Regions from separate parts of the Mus musculus genome. Here region 1 is linked to region 2. The links are chromatin contacts, called in public HiChIP or PLAC-seq maps. All regions are on one chromosome and are shown on one strand. The core of a region is the stretch at or near the end of the contact, and the rest is flanking DNA. Distances in the headings are between cores, read along the strand shown. Region 1 has its middle 34 kb from the start of Rpap3. Region 2 holds the start of Slc38a1 (solute carrier family 38, member 1).

Region 1 (5,296 bases), core at 782-3,281, 1.0 Mb before region 2:
AAGGCTACTCTTACACAAACATTTAATTGGGGCTGGCTTACAGGTTCAGAGGTTCAGTCTATTATCATCAAGGCAGGAACATGGCAGCATCCAGGCAGGCATGGTGCAGAAGCTGAGAGTCCGACATTATTATCTAAAGACCACTAGGCGAAGACTGGCTCCCACGTGGTTAGGAACAGGGTCTCATTGCCCATCCCCACAGTGACACACTCCCTCCAATAAGGCCACACCTCCTAATAGTGCCATTCCCTGGGCCAAGCAATTCAAACCACCACAGCAGGCCCAAGCAGTGCTCTCACGTGGGGTCTTCCCACCTGTCTTACGGTCAGCAGAAATTGGAAGGAAGCCAGGAGAAGCTGTTCTCTTAGAACTGGCTGTTTTATGTTATAGCTAAGATTTAAACTGAGCCCCTGGCCACCAGCGATCATGGTCCTAAGTACAAACATGGAGGAGACATTAGGCTCAGACAGAAAAGATTCCAAAGAACCATCAAGGCTAGGGAGGAAGCAGAGTGTAGGGAGGGGATCAGCACCTGGCAGGGAGGAGTGTGAGCCCAGGACCCACTGGAGACTTGTGGGCAGCAGGAGGATCCTTGTGTGAGCCCGGGACCCACTGGGAGACTTGTTGGGTCAGATCCAGGCCATGACAGTTTCTGTACAGTGACAAAGAGGCCAAGGTTTCTCTAGCAAATCAGGAGCCACAGACTTTGTCTCCAAGTAAGAGAATGGAAGCATATGTGGGTCGTTCGCCTAGTGTCACCTGCTAAATAAGTGAGAGCAGAGATGCTGTACGAGGTTGCCTGACACTCCACATGCCTGGTGGCCTTTGTGTACTGTAGTCTTTCCTTGAGGTGAAGAAGAAAGGTAATGCTGAGGAGGCCGACTTCTTAGGGTTGATGCTGTTCATAGAGAGATCCAGTCAGTGAGGGGACTAAGACTAAGGTACAGCAATCAGCTAGCCTCGAACTCCTGACCTTCCTGCCCCTGCCTCCCAACTGCAGGATTGTGGGTCTACACCACCTGTGCCCATCTGATTTACTTTCCATTTGTTATTGTTCATCTGTAATATGTTGGCTACGTGCCAGACTTTAAGCTGCTTGTATATCAAAAGGGTTTTTTTTTTTTTTTAAAACAAAACAAAACAAAACAAAAACATGTCAGTGGTAATATTCACCTGGTCATGACAGGAGTCCAGTTAATGTTGATAAACTGATCTGTCTAGAGTATCACCACTTGTGTGGGAGGCTAGAATTAGTGGGTTCCTTTTCTCAAGCCGGGTATTTATTGTAGGATCCTCAAGTCAATCCACTTTAGAATGATACCCAGGACTTTTAAGGAGAAATCACTTAGAAAAAGGAAGCTGTCTATAGTGGAACTCCGCTCACTTCCTTATACTGACTGTTGAATCATTTGGGGCAATAAAAAGACTTCTTTTCCACATGACTGTTTTGTGTGTTCTGTTAAGCTTTTATAAAGTTTAGACACACACAGCCTTTCCCGAGTACCTTATGGGCTTGCCCAAGGTTGGGGTGAGACAGAGCAAGGACCCGCCTGTGTCTGGGCACTCAGCCTGTCTGAAGCACTGTAGGTACTAAGCTCTTTCAGTTTATATTTGCGAGCACGCCTTCCTTCGTTTCCCCATAGCACCAGCGCTGGGAACAGGGTCATCTGAGTGTCTAATGAGCAGTTCTCGGACTCTTGTGCAGCCCTGCACTGCCTTGAGTCCATCCACCAGCCTGACTCCCCTGTGCCAGCGCCAGCCATCTGGAATACTCCGTGGATCCCTTGATACAACGATATAAAAGATGGCAGTGAAAGGCGCTGATTGCCTTGGCACCTGAAGACACAGCCTCTGCCAAGGCTGTTAGAAACAGTGTGTTCTGTGACTGTAGCCTAGATGAACCACTTCCCGAGGGACTATGACGACAAGTGTCAGGCTGTGACTGGTTTAAGCACCCCTTCTTGGATAGTGTGGATAGGCAGTGAGGCTTGCTGGAAGTTGCCTAGGGAACCCTCTGTGCCATCTCCCTTGGTGTTGCCACATCAGGTCTTATAGACGTCTCTTTGTGGCCTTTTCTTTGCCTGCTCTTGAGAGCGCAGGCTGAGCTGGTGACAGAGAAGGAGAAACAGAGAAGGGTGGTTACCATGGAGACTGGCAGTAGGCAGGGTTTGACAGTAGGCTGAGCAGCAGCCTTGGCTCTGGTTTCAAGTAGCAGCTTGATGGTTGGAAAAGCTCAGGCCTTGGGCCTTGACTTGACAGGCGAGGGTCCTGCAGGTGCCCACTGGGAACCTAACAGTATCGATACCACACTCGCTGCCTCATAGCTTGACAGCTGAAAACCACAGATGCCCATAAGCACCCCACACTAGGACTTGATGCTGCCCAGCTCATGAGCCTCATACCTGGCTCTCTAGAACAAAGTACTGACAACTGATGTTTGGGTGCGGAAGATTGGCGGTACATAAGCCTTAGAGGCCTGTGGTCATGCGACAGGTGCAGAAGCATCAGTCGTCAGAGGACTCTGTACTAGCAATATCCCCTGGGATCAAATCCCTCTGTGCCTCCCGTGTGGTGCCTCATATTGCATTGATTCTGCCCAGAAATCCCACCTGTCCATTGAGTCCCTGCTCCCTGTGGCAGAGGATGCCTGACTCATCCCAGCCATGCTCAGCGTCCAGTTCCCGAATGGCCCTCTAGATGCCTCAGACCTTGAGTAGAGGCAGGTGCCTCAGCTGTATACCCTGGCTCTCACAGGCTGTCTCCAAGAAGCAAGTACTCTCGAGTGATCACAGTGGGCACTAACAACCAAATAGCCTTTGAGGAGTGTAAGAGGCCAAGGAGGAAGAAGAGAACAAACAAAAGATGGCAGATGGGGAGAGAGCAGACTGGGAGAAGCCAGAGAAGACAATCTGCATCGCTTCTTGCCAAGAGTTCCAAAGGACACACATCCTTGAGGCTGAGACCTGTGCCACTGGCTGCCGTAGCCAAGGGTCCCTGTAGCCGATCTATAGGTACAGGGAGGGCAATGGTTCTGGTATGTAGACTTCCACGAGAGCTGCCATATTAGAGGCCATTGCTCGTTCCTATATCACTTGCCCACTCTAGTCCCTTGCAGCTGTTAAGTCTCAAGGGGGTGAGAAAGTTCTAGAAGTTCATATTTGAAGAGTTTCTTGTCTACCCATGGTTTCTCTCCAAGCAGAGCAAAAACCTTTCAGCCACTGACTGGTGAGAAGAGCTCAGTACTTGGTGTTCCGCATCCAGTGGGCTGTATGTCTGTCTGTTCAGGGTAATGCCTAGGATACAAGGGTTGGCGAGATGGCTCTGTGGGTAAAGGTACTTGCAGCCAAGTCTGATGACCTGAGTTCGATACCCAGAACCCATGGAGTGGAAGAAGAGAACTGACTCCCACAGGAGTGCCTCTGAACCTCCACAGTGCAACACACACGCACACCACACACACACACACACACACACACACACACACACACATAAAATAAAAATTAGGAAATAGACCTTTGTCTTCCTGGTCAGGTCCTCATAGTGTATCATCAGATACCGTGGTCTTTGAAGACTGCGGGAGGCTAGTGATGGTTCATTTCAACTTCCAACATGAAATCTAGAGTCATCTGGGAGATGGGCCAGCCTCTGAGCATGCCCCAGGGAGATTATCTTGGTTGCATTATTTGAGCCAGGAAGCTCCACCCACTGTCGGTTGCACCATTCCCAGCCTGGGCTCCTGGACTGCGGACATGGAGAAAGACCCATTGTCTTCTTTCTCAGATGTTTCTTCTGTCAAAGTCTTTTTTTATTAGGAAAGTAACTAGGATCCTGGGGAACTGTCGTGGGCTAGGCTGGATTGAAGACTGTCCAGAGGCCCTGATGATAGGACGTGGGCATCCTGCCATCAGCCAATCCAGGGTTGTGCCATGCAAGGCACACTATGGATGGATGCTAGGGCCTGGGGCGGGCAAGGACAGTAATCCAGGAACTGGCACTTGGCATTTTCCTCACGTGTGTGTATGTGACTGAATGTTGCAGACACTGAGGTGTGAAATGCTTTGTTTGCCATCCCATAATGTACCTTGCCAAAGTGGAATTTGGGATATTTTGAGCACCCTATAATTCTACCATCTGACATTCTTCACCCTCTGTTTGAGGAATAAAAGAACTGTACCGTTAATAAACTTGCTGGCCTGGGTCTTCAGCCCCTCAGCCCTCCTGACCCCAGCTTTTGACTCTTTCCCTTTGTTATCTCTTTATTTTCCATCCTGCCCCTCCCCCTCGGGACTTGCTCAGAGCCACAGTGTGGCTGGTCCAGGTTCCTGGGCATGGAGAAGTTCTCACACATTTTGGTGAGCGAGGCCGCATTCAGGTTGTAGGGTGTGCTGGCTGCTTTTATGTCAGCTCGACACAGCCCAGAGTCATCAGAGAGGAGGGAGCCTCAGCTGAGAAAATGGCTCCATGGGATCCAGCTGTAGGGCATTTTCTCAATTGGTGATCAATGGGAGAGGGCCCAGTCCACTGTAGCTGGGGAAACCCCTGGGCTGAGGGGTCCTGGGTTCTATCAGAAAGCAGGCTGAGCAAGCCATGAGGAGCAAGCCAGTAAGCAGCACCCTCCATGGCCTCTGCATCAGTCCCTGCCTCCAGGTTCCTGCCCTGTGTGAGCTTGTGTCCTGGCTTCCCTTGATGATGGCCAACTATGAGAACGTGTGAGCGGAATAAACTCTTTCCTCCCCTGCTCCCTTTAGAAGCCCTAACTAAGACAAGCTAATACCAGCATAGTGGGGTTTTGCTGCGGCAGACCTGCTTTTGGAAGGACTGTAGAAGTCTCCTTTGGGAGGGGGTTTTATGATCCTGTTCTGGATTTTAGGGTCCGTCTCTGGAGCTGATGGTCTTATCACCTAATTTCTGGGACTTACAGTTTGTTCCTGGAGCTGGTGCCTTACGGCCTTTTTTTTTTTTTTTCAAAATCAGGCCTGGTCTTTAAATGTAGAGGCTTTAAGTGCATGGATTGAATGCTTATATCCACCTCAGATCTGTACATTAAAACCCCAGAGCCTCAGTGTGTAGCATTTGGAGATGGAGCCTCTGGGAGATGGATGATCTGTCACAAGGCTAGATTGATGAGACTAGTGCTCTTAGGACAGGAGAAGAGGAGAGGAGAGGAGAGGAGAGGGGAGGGGAGGGGAGGGGAGGGGAGGGGAGAGGAGGAGAGGGGAGAAGAGGGGAGGGGAGAGGAGGGGAGAGGAGAGGAGAGGAGAGAGGAGAGGAGAGGAGAGGAGAGGAGAGGAGAGGG
Region 2 (5,250 bases), core at 1,390-3,889:
ACAGGGCAAACTGAGAAAGACTGGAAACAGAGGCTCCTATCTCAAATGTAATGGCCTGGACCCTTCCTATTTCCCAGCTAAACAAGGGTCTCACAGAATCCAGGAAGTTCTCAGCTTTAGACATGGAGAACTGTCTCTGGGTTTCAGATTTAAGATTACAGCTGTCCGGTTTGGGGGTAAAGCCTTTAACCCTTCAATCAGGGATGAGGGTGGCATGCCCTGTTTAGAATGTTCTGGAGAGTAAATGCTTAGCCCTCCGCTGGTCTCTTAGTGAGCGCTCGGTGAGTGAGGAAACATCTTCATGGCATCATCTAAAGATCCCAAGAAGACTACCGAGGTTGGGTTTACGGCTGACCTACTGGAAGGACTTCAGAAGGGAGCTACCAGGCACTTCTTAAACCCTGCCTCTGCCATACTCTCAGGATGTCTCTCTAACAGTCTTTCTATGAAGCGGAGGGCCACGGATGCATTTGTCCCCTCGGTGGCAAATGTCAACTAAAAATCCCTGGGAAGGGGTGGAGAACCCATGTCTGGGGTGGTCTGTGCTTCTAAAGACTGCCCATGGACTTTTAAATCAGACTCGAGTGGGAATCCGTCCCCTCCTCTGCCGATACGGTCAATGTTCCCTCCTCTGTGGATCTGCTTTCTCGTTTCAGAAAGGACAGTTAATACCCAACTAAAGTGAAGAGGATTAAATGTGAAAACAGCGAGAGTGCGTAGCCGAGAAGCATAGAAAGCGTGTAGCCGAGAAGCTAGTGAGTAGGACGAGCTGGGTTCCTATTTCATTCAGCTCGAACAGCCCTGAGTAACTAGTCGTTCTGTGTACAGGAGCTGGCAAGTTAAGTAACATCCTGAGCTAAAAGGCTTGGGATCATGTTCTCTGCAACACCCATGAGTGTACATCTTTTTTTAAAAGACGCACAACCTTCAACAGGCTTTTTTTTTTAAACATAGTTTTAAAAATACTTCATTTATTTATTTATTTATTTACTTACACTCCAGACCCCATTCCCCTCTCAGTCCACTCTCCCTCCAACAGTTTCACATCCCATACCGCCCCCCTTACCCCCCCTCCACGAGGATGTCCCTAGAACCCAACCCCCACCCAACCAGACCTCTAAACTCCTGGGCCCTCCAGTCCCTTGAGGGTTAGGTGCATCTTCTCTGGCTGAACCCAGACCGGGCAGTCCTCTGCTATATATATATGTGTTGGGGACCTCATATCAGCAGGTGTATGGGCGGGGGCGGGGGCGGGGGCGGGGGGGGGTTAGTCCAGGTTAATTGAGTCTGCTACTGGCCCATATACCTATTCAGGGTAACTTATTCAGTCATAATCGTAACAAAATCGTAAATTTTGACTTCCTCTAGGAAGAAAGGTAAAAAGAATGGACTTTCGGTGTAAACTTAGAGTGTTACTATAATACATAAGTTTTTCACACAAAGAAGGAGCAACAGGACAAAAAAAAAATGGGGTGGGGGGTGGGGGGAGATGCTGTGTTTGAGGAAGAAACTGCCCTTCTGATTGCAGTGACCTTCCGGTTTCCAGGCATGTTCAAGAACACACCTCCCACTTGTTTCTTTGGAAGCCAGTGTTTAACTCACCACGACCATTTACGGCCATTGGAAGGGAGCAAGAATACCAGCCACTAAAAAGCTTAAATCTTGGTTGGCCCCCCACTTTCCCAGAGGAGACTGAAAATCTGTAAGCACCGCAAAACAGCATTCATTACTCAGCCTCTTGAAAGGCTCCAGGTAGAGTCATTTTTGAATCATGATTCAACCGCCATTTCTTGTTTTGATGGAACAGTGATGGCTAACATGTTGATGGCTAACTTTATGTTTAAAAATCTCTGTGCTTAAAGCAAATTTCGACCTCCAAATGTTAAGCGCTACTAGGGGTTAATCTTTATTATTATTATTATTATGGTTTTTTTTTTAACTGCTGGTTCTGCTTCTGTAAACAAGCTTGCAAGAGAACAGATTGAAGCTTTGTATTCTTTGCCTTTGTAAACCCTTGGCTGAGGTGTCTGGGTGCTACATTCGGAATTCCATCTCGGCGTCAGTGTCTGAATAAAATCCTCTTGGTTAAAATTTATTAGTGGTCAGGCTGATGAATCTCCGGCCGGACCCAAAACAGGAGCCATCCGGATGAGAGGGACTCAGGCTTCCACGCGGCAGACTCCGTGGTGGTGGTGGTCTCATTGGCTGGTGTGTAGGTGGGATTTCCTGTCGCCATTTTAAGGAGAAGCGACTGTGCCAGCCAGTCAGTTAAGGGGCTGCACTTCAGACAAAGAGTGGGGCAGGAGAAGTAACCCGAGGCGGATATGGCTTTCAGCCTGTTCCTTTTTCCAGGCCCAGCAAGGGTAGAGTCACGTGGCCGGGGCAGCAGGGCTATTGGTGCAGACCCCTTGGGTTATTGTCACACTCTGAGTCCCAAGGGGTCCCCAGAGCTGCTCTGGGGGGGGGGGGGGCGGGACTGTAGGTGTCCAGGTTTCCAAAGGTGTCCCCGCGCGTCCCGTAGTCCACCACCGCCCCTGGGTCGCGGGGCTACCCTCACGCTGCTCCCTTCCCACAATGCAACTCCGTTCGGTGAGGCCCTGGCGTACCCCAAGAGACGGCCCCCTGCCACCGCCTGGGCGAGTGAGCCGCTCCACCTCCAACCCCGAGGGTGCGGGTGCGGCAGCTGTGGCCCCAGCTGAGGCCCCGGGAGGGCGCAGGCAGGTGCCGGGAGGCCCGCAGCCTCCGTATGCTCGGGTACCACCAGCGCGTTGTTCGCGCATCCGCTCGCACTGCCCTTCCTGGATGCTCGGTGTCCGCCAGCCGCGGTCGCCTTGCGGTCTGGTAGCCCAGGGGGGAAGAGGAGCAAGAAGGCGCGGCGACCAGCGGCATGTGACCCGCACTGCTCTACCGCACACAGCTCAACTCCGCCGGCGCGCGGGCATGGAGGGATGATGGTCTGAAAGGCCGCGCTCCCGTCCCCAAACTGCCGAAGAGAAAGGGCGACGCGCCTCGCAGGAGCCAATGAGTCAGGTTGGAGCCCCTCCGCGCCGGGCGTGTGAATGTAAGTGCTGGCGGGCAGAGTGTGGGTGGGGGGAAACTGATGCAACCAGCCCTGGGAGGAGGAGGAGGAGGAGGAGGAGGAGGAGGAGGAGGAGGAGGAGGAGGAGGAGGAGGAGGAGGAGGTGGTGGTGGAAAAGGAGGAGGAGGAGGAGAGCTGTGGCCACGCCACTCTTCCTGAAGGTCGCCGGTAACCCGGCCTTTTACCTTCCTCCGAAACCCGCCACGCGGATCCTCCCCGCCCAGTCTTACAGACCTGGGGCCACCTTTCCCTAGCTAGTCCTTGACACAAAAAAGGACATCTAACTGCCGGGGACGGCCTGGAAGGGCGGACACTTTGGTGGCGCCTTTCCCTTTATTTCTCGAGGTAAGGTGCTTTTGGAGGGCAGAGGGAGCGGCGACTTGGAGGGAAGGGGAGTTTGAACAGGAAGGGAAGGAGGTAACTCAGACAGCCTCCATGTCTCGTGGACACGGGCAGAGCGTCGCGGCGCCTTTCTAGAAGGCAGGAGTCCGGTGCCCTTCCCTGAACGCAGGGACTCCAGATACCGCCGTGGCGTACAGTACCTTACTTTGTAGACCTGGTTTTATGGTGATGGAGTGTGCCACCAGATCTGGTGTCACTTTCGCGAATTAGGAACCAAGCATGCGATGTAAGGGGCATAAGGTACACCGAGGAGTGAATCAGTCTGCATCTTGGGACTGGCCGGCAGCGGAGCCTCGGAGACCGGCTCCCCAGCGCGGTAAACAGGTGCACGTTGGCTGCACCTCCACGGGCTCGGCCCCTGTCTCCGTTCCGGTTAGTGGGATGATGCTGGCAGTGACTCACTTTCCTCTCCCTCTCTGGAGGCTCTCTCCCGAATGAAGAGCCAGTGATAGGCTACTTCCTCTAGAGCCTGGTCCGGTGGGGCGGGAGAACAAAAGGCCACTGCTTGCGCAGGACCCTTGCGCCCTGGTCTCCCCTCCCCCGCACCTGGCCCCAAACGTTGCGGCAAAACGCTTATAAACTGGTCCGCTCCACGCGAGGAGGAAAACGCGCGGAGATCTCTTGTAGCCCGTCTTCATCTCTCCCAACCCCCGCGACAGCCCGGCTCCGGGTGCGGGACTGCTCCGCACCCTCGCGAACAGCGCGCGGATCCCGGTGCATCGCCCGCCGCTGGGTTTCGGCCCAACTGTGCTCGCACTAGACTCGAGTGCATATGGCGGCAAAAGGAATTTCGCGGTAAGCGCGTCACGCCGCGAACTGCCTTTCACAAGCTGCCTCGGGCCGAGGAAGGTGGCGCTTACTCCAGCCCTTTGTGTCTCGCTCTGCGGCGTGGACCCGGGTTCTCACCAGCCTGTTCCATCGGTGGGAAGCACACTGGCTTGGGGATCGCGTACTTGTCTCAGACGTTTAGACGGTGTCGTACGTGGAAGAGAGGAAAGGACCCACTGCTAGAAAACGGTACGCGTTTGCAAGATTTAACACCTCCGCGGTTTTTTGTTTTTTGTAACTTAAAAAGAATACAATGGAGTGTGTGTGTGTGGGGGGGGGGCGGTAATTGTATGGTTTGCAAAACGCGGGTCTAGCAAGGCTGTAATTTGTCACCTTGATACAAGAAACAGTGCTGCAACTCGTGCTTTTTCTGACGTCAGAAGGACAACGGAAATAAAACCTGAGCTGGCTGGCCTCATTGTCAAATAACTCACCCTATAGGAAACTGGCAAGTCCCGCCACTGCACGGGTCTGGTATGGCCGCCTAACCTCTGTCTTAAAATGACTTAAATGACTCTGCTGTTGGGTTACTTAGTTCTCAGTGAGTGGCTGAAAGCAACGGAAATGCGGCCTAGTTTGATTGCGGTTTTGATCTTAATAGGGATTTTTTTTTTTTTTTTAAAGAACAGGTGTTGAATAATTAGGGATGCTGTGTAGCAGGCAGCAACTAATCAGATCAAGTTCCGGCTCCTGTGTAATGTCCATTTCAACAGGAAACAGACTATGGATGAACGCAAACAGAAATGCCAGGTGTTCAGGTTGGGAAGACATGAGACAGAGTCATGTGAACCTGGAGGATCCTTGTGATAGGCGACCCATTAGGAGAGGTTGTGTGAGGGGTGGCGTGTCTTCCTTTCTTAATGAGGAGAAATAATTGTCTATGGGAGTAATTAGGGGGAGATTTTCAGAAGAAATAGTGCTTACTGCACCCTGGGCTGCCT

What was found. HiChIP or PLAC-seq counts read pairs in DNA pulled down with a chosen protein or histone mark.
Region 1: a contact with region 2 is called in an H3K4me3 HiChIP or PLAC-seq map of embryonic forebrain, with 3 times the contacts expected there. The contact joins the enhancer-like site here to the promoter of Slc38a1 in region 2. A contact is called at or near these places in 3 of 39 promoter capture datasets (the 3T3-L1 cell line, cranial neural crest and hippocampal neurons) and 2 of 115 datasets of contacts at active chromatin or transcription factors (embryonic forebrain and neural tube).

Annotation. Positions count from the first base shown.
Region 1 is chr15:97,669,151-97,674,446 of GRCm38.p6, reverse strand. No RefSeq gene overlaps it. Among named protein-coding and RNA genes, the nearest start is that of Rpap3, 34 kb to the left of the region's middle. Within about 2 kb of position 2,031, at least 78 of the 459 cell types and tissues checked have an H3K27ac peak or open chromatin away from gene starts, as enhancers often do. A contact at or near this core is called in embryonic forebrain and hippocampal neurons, where this site is marked.
Region 2 is chr15:96,640,302-96,645,551 of GRCm38.p6, reverse strand. It overlaps Slc38a1 (solute carrier family 38, member 1), which reads left to right and starts at 2,639. Exons shown (of 16, transcript NM_001166458.1): 1 at 2,639-3,061.